Regions from separate parts of the Hordeum vulgare genome. Here region 2 is linked to region 1. Evidence: chromatin contacts called from public Hi-C data. All regions are on one chromosome and are shown on one strand. Each heading gives the region's core, a stretch centred on a gene start, on an enhancer-like site or on the middle of the called end of the contact. The rest is flanking DNA. Distances are from core to core; before and after follow the strand shown. Region 1 has its middle 47 kb from the start of LOC123445823. Region 2 holds the start of LOC123445839 (beta-glucosidase BoGH3B-like).

Region 1 (3,727 bases), core at 715-3,214:
GGGTGGTTTTGGCTAGGTTTTTGGTCTCCTTCAGAGTCGCGTGCGCGAGCGACCCGGGAGGCCGAGCCGACACTTTTTGTCCCTTTAAAAAATGAGGGTGAATTTCACTTCACCGGCCTCTACATCAACTAGGGATGCATAAAGCCTTTTAAATATGAATAGTAGGATTTTTAGTCTTAAGCCTAGTCCTCAATAAACGTGTGAGTATGAGGAAAGCCTGATCCTTAAGATTAAATAGGAACCTAAATTCGCCTCCGTGAGGATTTGAACCCAAGTGTTGGGTTTGTACATTCACTCCCAATCATATGATATAGGCTCGCTCTCCTTCTGACCTTGGCATTTGAGCGAACACCTACTGGGCGTGGTAGCCGCCATGGAGGTTATTGACAAGTTGGCGAAGTGTACCCGGGTACAAACGGCTCCAGGGTGGACAACGTCCGACAATACATATTTGGCGGCCGGAGAGGTACATTGGGACGACAAAGGTGAAGGGTGCGGATGCAAAGCAAGGAGGAAGAATTGGCGGACTAGAAGAAAATGGGGTTGGGAGAACATATTTAGTGGGCCTCGGGTGTCGGAGTCCAACGTGGTTGTTGTCCGGACTCCCCCCTCCCCTCCTCCAAATTTTGTCTCCACTTTGCAAGAGAAAGTGTGTTCACATCGCCGAGTGGACCGATACAAGCTCAATTTGGATGACTTTCGCGGTGTGGCCGTGATTTGAGGGCCAGCGTTGGAGATGCCCTAAAAGAATTTTGCTATAGCTTCACCTTTAAACTTTCTTGCATCATTGATGTATCTTATTTTTCGATTTATAGAGCCAATTCTGGGCTTCGCCGACACATTGTAGTGCCCCCTTTGTTTTTATTTACTCCCCATATTAGTTTTGATCTAAGTCAAAATTTATAAAGTTTAACTAAGTTTATCAAAAACAACCTAAACTTTTACAATAAAAAGTATGTATGAAAATATATTGAATGATGTTTCTAATGGTATTGATTTTGTATGGTGGATGTTTTTTTTCTCCCTATAGGCATGGTTAAAGTTAAGAAAGGTTGACCGGAGTCAAATCTAATATGCGAAGTTAATAAAAACGAAGGGGTAAGAAATTCACATTCTTTAATCTAGGATCGTTCAGTCGCATCCTTTCGCTCTCTTGATAGGAACCCTTCATTTTCCCATGCTATTCTTTATTTTGTTCTTAAATTTCATGGAACGCGAAGGCCCAATCATAATCGTACTTCATTTGTCTCTTTCAGAGCTTCCGAATTTTGCATGCCTCAAGGACGAGTCTACTGGTTTGGTGAATCTTGGAGGAAGTCAAGTCAAGTAACGTAACGTACGTCCCCGTGGATTGTATAGTCTTAGATTGCCGAAGAGGACGTGGGCAGGCAAGGAAAATAGGTACGGTATGGTTTCTTACGATTTTATTTTTCATTGGTAGAAAAAAACCATGTAGACCGGACTTTGTGGTCATGTGTTTTACTCCCTCCGTTTCTAAATATAAGTCTTTGTAGAGATTTTACTAGTGGACTACATACGGATGTATATAGACATATTTTAAAATAAACATTCAATCATTTTGTTCTGTATATAGACACATAGTGAAATCGCTTAAAAGACTTATATTTAGAAACGGAGGGAGTAGTTTAGATGGCCCCGACATGTTGCATGGTCATCTCTAATTGGCATCTGTCCGGTGGGTTTGAATTTTCCTTGAAGACCATATAGGCATAGCATTTGTTCATCTTTCGCTAAAACAAAGCATTTGTTCATGTGGCCACTAGGACCAAAAACAAGGCATCTCTTGTCCTTGCAAAATAAATAAATAGGTGGCTGCTATAACCCAGGTACTGGTATACTTGAAATACATGATAAAGTAATTCACCAACTATGGTGACACCCGAGAACAAGGAAAACTGCAGGTTCGCAGTACCTGATTTGATGCTCTTATTGCGGGAGAGCAGCACAGTGAAGCAACCCGCACACTTGGCCACTTGGCCTGTCGACTCACTGTACGTGGATCTCAACCCCAGGTAGAGATGAGTTGACGATTCAGCGAGTGGACGGCGAATTTAAAGCCCGGCGTCTTCTTGTGGCTTTGGAGCTGCGACGTCGACGACTCGACGCAAAACAATCCACGACGATCGTACTTCCTGGTTCTCGGAAGAGCGTCTACGTCTCGCATCTGCCGTCTGCATGATCGCGACCCGATCCGTTGCTCAGGGCTTTGCGTGGTTGCGGACGAAAATGTATTGCAGTGGGTCGATCGTGTTATAGCATAGATGCCCAAATAAATGCTCCGCGTCTTAAAAGTTTTTCTTTTTTACATCGGACAGCTCCAACATGTGCTGCAAAACAGTGCGCGCGTTAAAACTTTTGTGCGTACTCTGAAAAGCGCTATCGCGCGCAGCATATTTGGTGCGCCGGCTTGCGCGCGCAGCAAACTATGTGCTGCTGCCGATGGGGTCGCTGGATTGGACGTCCCACTAGCGCTCCTCTGTTGGAGATACTTCAGTCCCCGTGTTTTAAAAGTGCTACAGTGACGCGCTAAAAAAATTATTGGATGTGATTTTTTTTCTGCTGTTGAAGATTGCATTTGTTGAACAAATAACATGATATTTTTTTCGGGGATTGTTAGGCAGATTGCATTTGCTGAACAAATAACATGATTTTTTTACTTTACTTTTTCTTTCACATTATTGGTTTCCTTTCTATGTTTTATTTAGATACACCTTTATTGATAGACATGTATTTTTACAACACATGGTGATTTTTTGAGATACCGAAATAAAAATTTCAAATAAGTCACCCATGTTTTTTACATCTATGCGACATGAATTTCAAAATATGGGATGGAACTCCCACACTTCCTTCTTTTGTTCGAGGGAGGCCATACATCTTCCTTCATTGGTTGGATCCAGGTCAGAAAGCTCTTTGAAATATGCAATGGACATTTTCATCAAAGGCTGGTGAACAGTTTATACCCAGAAGAAAGTTTGAATACATCATACCCTTTCTTTTAAATCTGCCCAACTATTGCGTATATATTTGAAATATGCAAGCAACATAATCGAAATATGCGGTTACCATTTGTTTCATATACGTGATGAATATCTTCAAAATATGCGACCAGCATTTTTTTAATATGTGATAAACATTTTCTTAAACATGACAGAAATTTTGATACGCATGACACAATCATGAACATTATTCAATTTTCATGATATTTATCTTTCCGCTCTTTGTACTGATAACAAGTTTTTCATTTCTAATCAATAAAATAAAAGATAAAATTGATTTTTTAAGCTCAGGCTGCAAATGGGCTTGTCCAAAGACGCACAGCCAGAGGGGCAAAACGAAGAGAAAAACAGTCCATGATGCGCTTTTGTGTGTGATTAGTCAATTCTATCCCCGGCGTTGTGCGTGGAAAGGTAGTCAGCACGCCTATGTCTGGCTCTATTTGAGACAGCAGCTCGGCATGGCAGGCAAGTTTCCATGTGGTCTTGCCACGCTCATGTCCACAAAATGCTCACCCATTTCAAATTATATGGGTGAAATTTCAAAAGACTTTACGCAATTTTAACAAATGTTTGCAGTGTTTTAAAAAATATGTTCCTTATCATTAAAAAAATACTTCAAGACTTTTTGCTATGTATGAAAGAAAACATGTACTCCCTCCGTCCTAAAATAAGTGTCTCAACTTTGTACTAGCTTTAGTACAAAGTTA
Region 2 (3,727 bases), core at 664-3,163, 170 kb before region 1:
TCACGAACAGCCTCACGTGCTAGCAGCCGATGCTCCTGAAAGATGAATAATTTAGCATATCGTATATGGTCGCTGATATGAGATGTGAAACAATAAAGACAGGAGAACAGATATAACAAATTTCACAGTAACAAGGGAAGCATGGATATGCAAACATGCACGCAGCACGCTACCTTACAACCAACCACGTCTAGTAGAGATGGATCTGAAAATGGATGCTCAAACACTCCAGATATGAACTTAACCCTCAGAATCCGCTCAACAGCATCATCAATCCGTGATATTGGTATCTCCCCTGTCTCCACCAAGGACACAAGATCTTCCAAGAATTTCTCAAATCTGTGAGGAATCATAATCTGTAGATTGATCAGCAAATGCAAAAGAACCAGCTGTTGTAGAATATATCTTAAATGATTACTTGATAACAAATACCATATCCATTCCAGCAATAACTGATTGCGCGATGCAATATCGATAATCAGACCCTCGAGGCTCACAGAGCCTGTCAATACCTTCCCAGTCTGACACCACAAACCCCTGAAAAAAAGGTTTCCACACGTTGCCATGTTCACAATTCATTGTTACTACCCACAGCCGAAATTTGCTTGAATATACCAATCAAACACCATATGCTCTACTACCTCGAAGCCTAACTTGCCCTTTAGAACATCTGTGAGCAAATGGTGGCTGGAATGTAATGGTTCTCCATTCCACTGAGAGTAGGACGCCATGACTGTTGCCACCCCTTGAGTCATACAATCAGGGTATGGTGTCATGTGGATCCTCTCCAAATCTTCTGGCGAGCAAATGGTGTTCCCCTCATTGATTCCCTTGGCAGTGCCACCATCCCCTACGAAATGCTTGGCACAAGCAAGCACATTGTCCCTGCAAATCACGCAGACCCATTTCAACAAACGGGTTGCGGGCAAAATACAGGAATTCCACTGCTGAATCTCATCACCGGAATACCTAACCGAAGCGAGGAACGGTTGACCGTGGGGGTGATCTGCTGGTGGCTGGCCCTGCAGGCCGGTAACAATTGTGGTCAACGAGCGCACGATCTCCGGGTCCTCGCTGTAGCTCTCGTAGCATCTCCCCCACCTCGGATCCCTACAAACCTGTACACACACCACCCACCGGACCAAGCGCACATCAAGGAGACACCAACAGTTAATTCGGAAGTTTCTTTCCAAGTAAATTACTCACGGCGACGCAGGGTGCAAAGGCCCAGTGGATGCCGGTGGCGCGAACCTCGAGCGCCGTCGCCTTGCCGATCTTCCGCACAAGCTCCGCGTCCCTGGAAAGAAGTCAACGGAGTGCGGCTCGTAAGCTAAAACAGAGCGCGGCGACGCGGTGAGCGGGTGTTATGCATAGCGAGAGGTGAGTGAGTGAGCACCTGGAGGCTCCGAGGCCGACGTTGTGGGGGAAGACGGTGGCGCCGAAGACGTTGTTGTGCCCGTGGACGGCGTCGGTGCCGTAGAGGATGGGGATGGCGAGTCGGGAGGAGAGCGCGAGGCGCTGCATGTCGTCGACCATGCCGGCCCAGTCGGCCGGGGAGGCGCGGTCGCGGGGCGCGCTGCCGCCGGCGTTGAGGACGCTGCCGACGCCGAGCTCCGTGAGGGCGCTGGGCGACACGACGGTGCGCTCGATCTGGGCCATCTGGGCCGCCTTCTCCCGCAGCGTCATGCGGCCCAGCAGGTCGCGCACCCGAGCATCCACCGGCGCCGACGCGTCCTTGTACAGCGGCCGCTCGCCTTCCGCCGCCGCCATGCGGACAAGCAGAAGAGTGGAGTGTGGGATAAGAAATGGGCCGGACTGGCGAGGAAAACGAGGGGCGGTGTCCCTCTCCTCTTCTCTTCTGCGAGTGGATGTTTCCTGGCGCCACTTGGAGATAACCGTTTCAAATAGAGGTGTGACACCGTGACGGCCTGACGGGGTATGGCTGTTCTTGGCTGAGGCCGACGCAGATTATTTATGGCATTTAACTCGAAAATACTCCCTCCGATTTCTAAATACAAACCTTTTAAAAGACTACGTACGTACGTAGCAAAATGAATTAATCTATGGATCTGCTACGAATCCATCGACGGATGTTTTATAACATCCGTCAACTGGACGACCGTTCGATCTACGCGAGCAACCGTCCGATCCGCACGCGGGGCTTCGGCCGGCCACCCAATAATTCCTAAAATGACGGTCGAGTTGCATAAACAATCGCTTTGTTACAAAAAAAATGAACTTTGGACCTAATAATTCCTGAAACAACGGTGGGTTCCAGAAACAATCGCTTTGTTGTAGAAAAAAAATTATTTCGTCTTTCTGCAACATAGATACTGTTACGGGAGGATTTTTTACAACAAGAGTCATGTTGCAGAAAACTTTTACAACAAAGGCCAGGTTGCAGAAATTTTTTCAATCGTTCGTGGTGCGGCTGGCAGCGTGCGGAGGGCCGGCCGGCGTCGGGGGCAAGCGGCTGACGATGCGGGGGTGGGGGGCGAGGGTGGGGGAGGGGAGGGCCTGCCGGCATCGGGGACGGAAGGGGCAGCGACGAGAGCAGCTGGCAGCGACCTGACACGGCTCGTGGCGATAGGAACCTTAAAAAAACTTAGGTAAACCGTGATGTATTTAAAAAGGAAGGGTAGGTAAACATAATTTCACGTGCATCCACTAATTCACGAAAACAAAAATACTAGTACTTTCTCTGATTCATATTAGTTATCGCTCAAACGGGAGAATCTGAAATCATGATGTATCAAATTTGGTAACCGTTCTATTTACATGTGAAGTCTCGTGACTTATTTACACCCGTGGTATTTTTAATGAAGAAAATATAATTTAGATCTTAATATTCATCAAACAATGTTTAATATAACTTATTTTTTTCTAGAATAACATGGATGTCATTCTTCGTGAAACTTTATACGCGAGTATACCGGTTAATTTTGTATGTTACAAAAATAACTTAGAATTTATTTTGCTTTGTTCCTAGTATTTATTTTCCGAATTTACTGCTCATAAGGTCTGCCCATCGAACCATGTTCATCATATCCACGTTGATGCAAACTTTCTTACTCTACAACGCAACAAAAAATCAGCTAGCCCTTGTAATATGTAAAGTGAAAATGCGATGCAAAGTAACATCAAGAATAGTTCAAAGCGACATCTGGGATATGATACAAAAACTCGAAAAGAAGTCCCTTTGGATCGCAAGAAAGCACCCACTACGATATGCCCATTCAAAATATAAGTAGAAAGGGCAACTACAAATCCTTGACCATCCATAGTGCTTTGTGTATAAAATTTATTCCAAATGTTTGTAGTACATAGCAAGAAATGGATGGCCTTTTGCGCTTGAAAACACATGGTCTCTTGGATAATGCTTGTTTTATTTAATAATAAAGGGTCTACAAAATACAGTGCTCCTGAATCCCAACAAGTTGCATAGTTTCGCTTTCATTTTTAGGACAGCTCATTTTACAAACTGAAACAACAACATGAAACAAGAAAAAGAAGAATTTATTTTGCCGGACTACACATGCACTGTCGGTGTTTACTCACAACATAAGCTCTGGGTAGGCTAAAGATGGTGGGAACCGAAGTGGTACACAAGGACGTTGGGAACGAGGATGGTACAAACATGGAACGCACGATGTACCCAGGTTCAGGGCTCTCCGTAGAGATAACACCCCTAATCCTGGCGAAGTGTATAATGTATCAATGAGGCTAC

Evidence for each region. Hi-C and Micro-C count contacts between places; a contact is called where the count stands out from the background.
Region 2: a contact with region 1 is called in a Hi-C map of leaf, with 3 times the contacts expected there. The contact joins the promoter of LOC123445839 here to the enhancer-like site in region 1. A contact is called at or near these places in 3 of 6 Hi-C or Micro-C datasets (leaf and seedling) and 1 of 1 datasets of contacts at active chromatin or transcription factors (embryo).

Annotation. Positions count from the first base shown.
Region 1 is chr1H:466,850,113-466,853,839 of MorexV3_pseudomolecules_assembly, reverse strand. No RefSeq gene overlaps it. Among protein-coding and RNA genes, the nearest start is that of LOC123445823, 47 kb to the left of the region's middle. Within about 2 kb of position 1,964, at least 2 of the 3 cell types and tissues checked have open chromatin away from gene starts, as enhancers often do. A contact at or near this core is called in leaf, where this site is marked.
Region 2 is chr1H:467,022,743-467,026,469 of MorexV3_pseudomolecules_assembly, reverse strand. LOC123445839 (beta-glucosidase BoGH3B-like) reads right to left here and starts at 1,913. Exons shown (of 8, transcript XM_045122813.1): 1 at 1,397-1,913; 2 at 1,207-1,297; 3 at 970-1,118; 4 at 642-885; 5 at 433-537; 6 at 174-356; 7 at 1-35. The coding sequence starts at 1,770.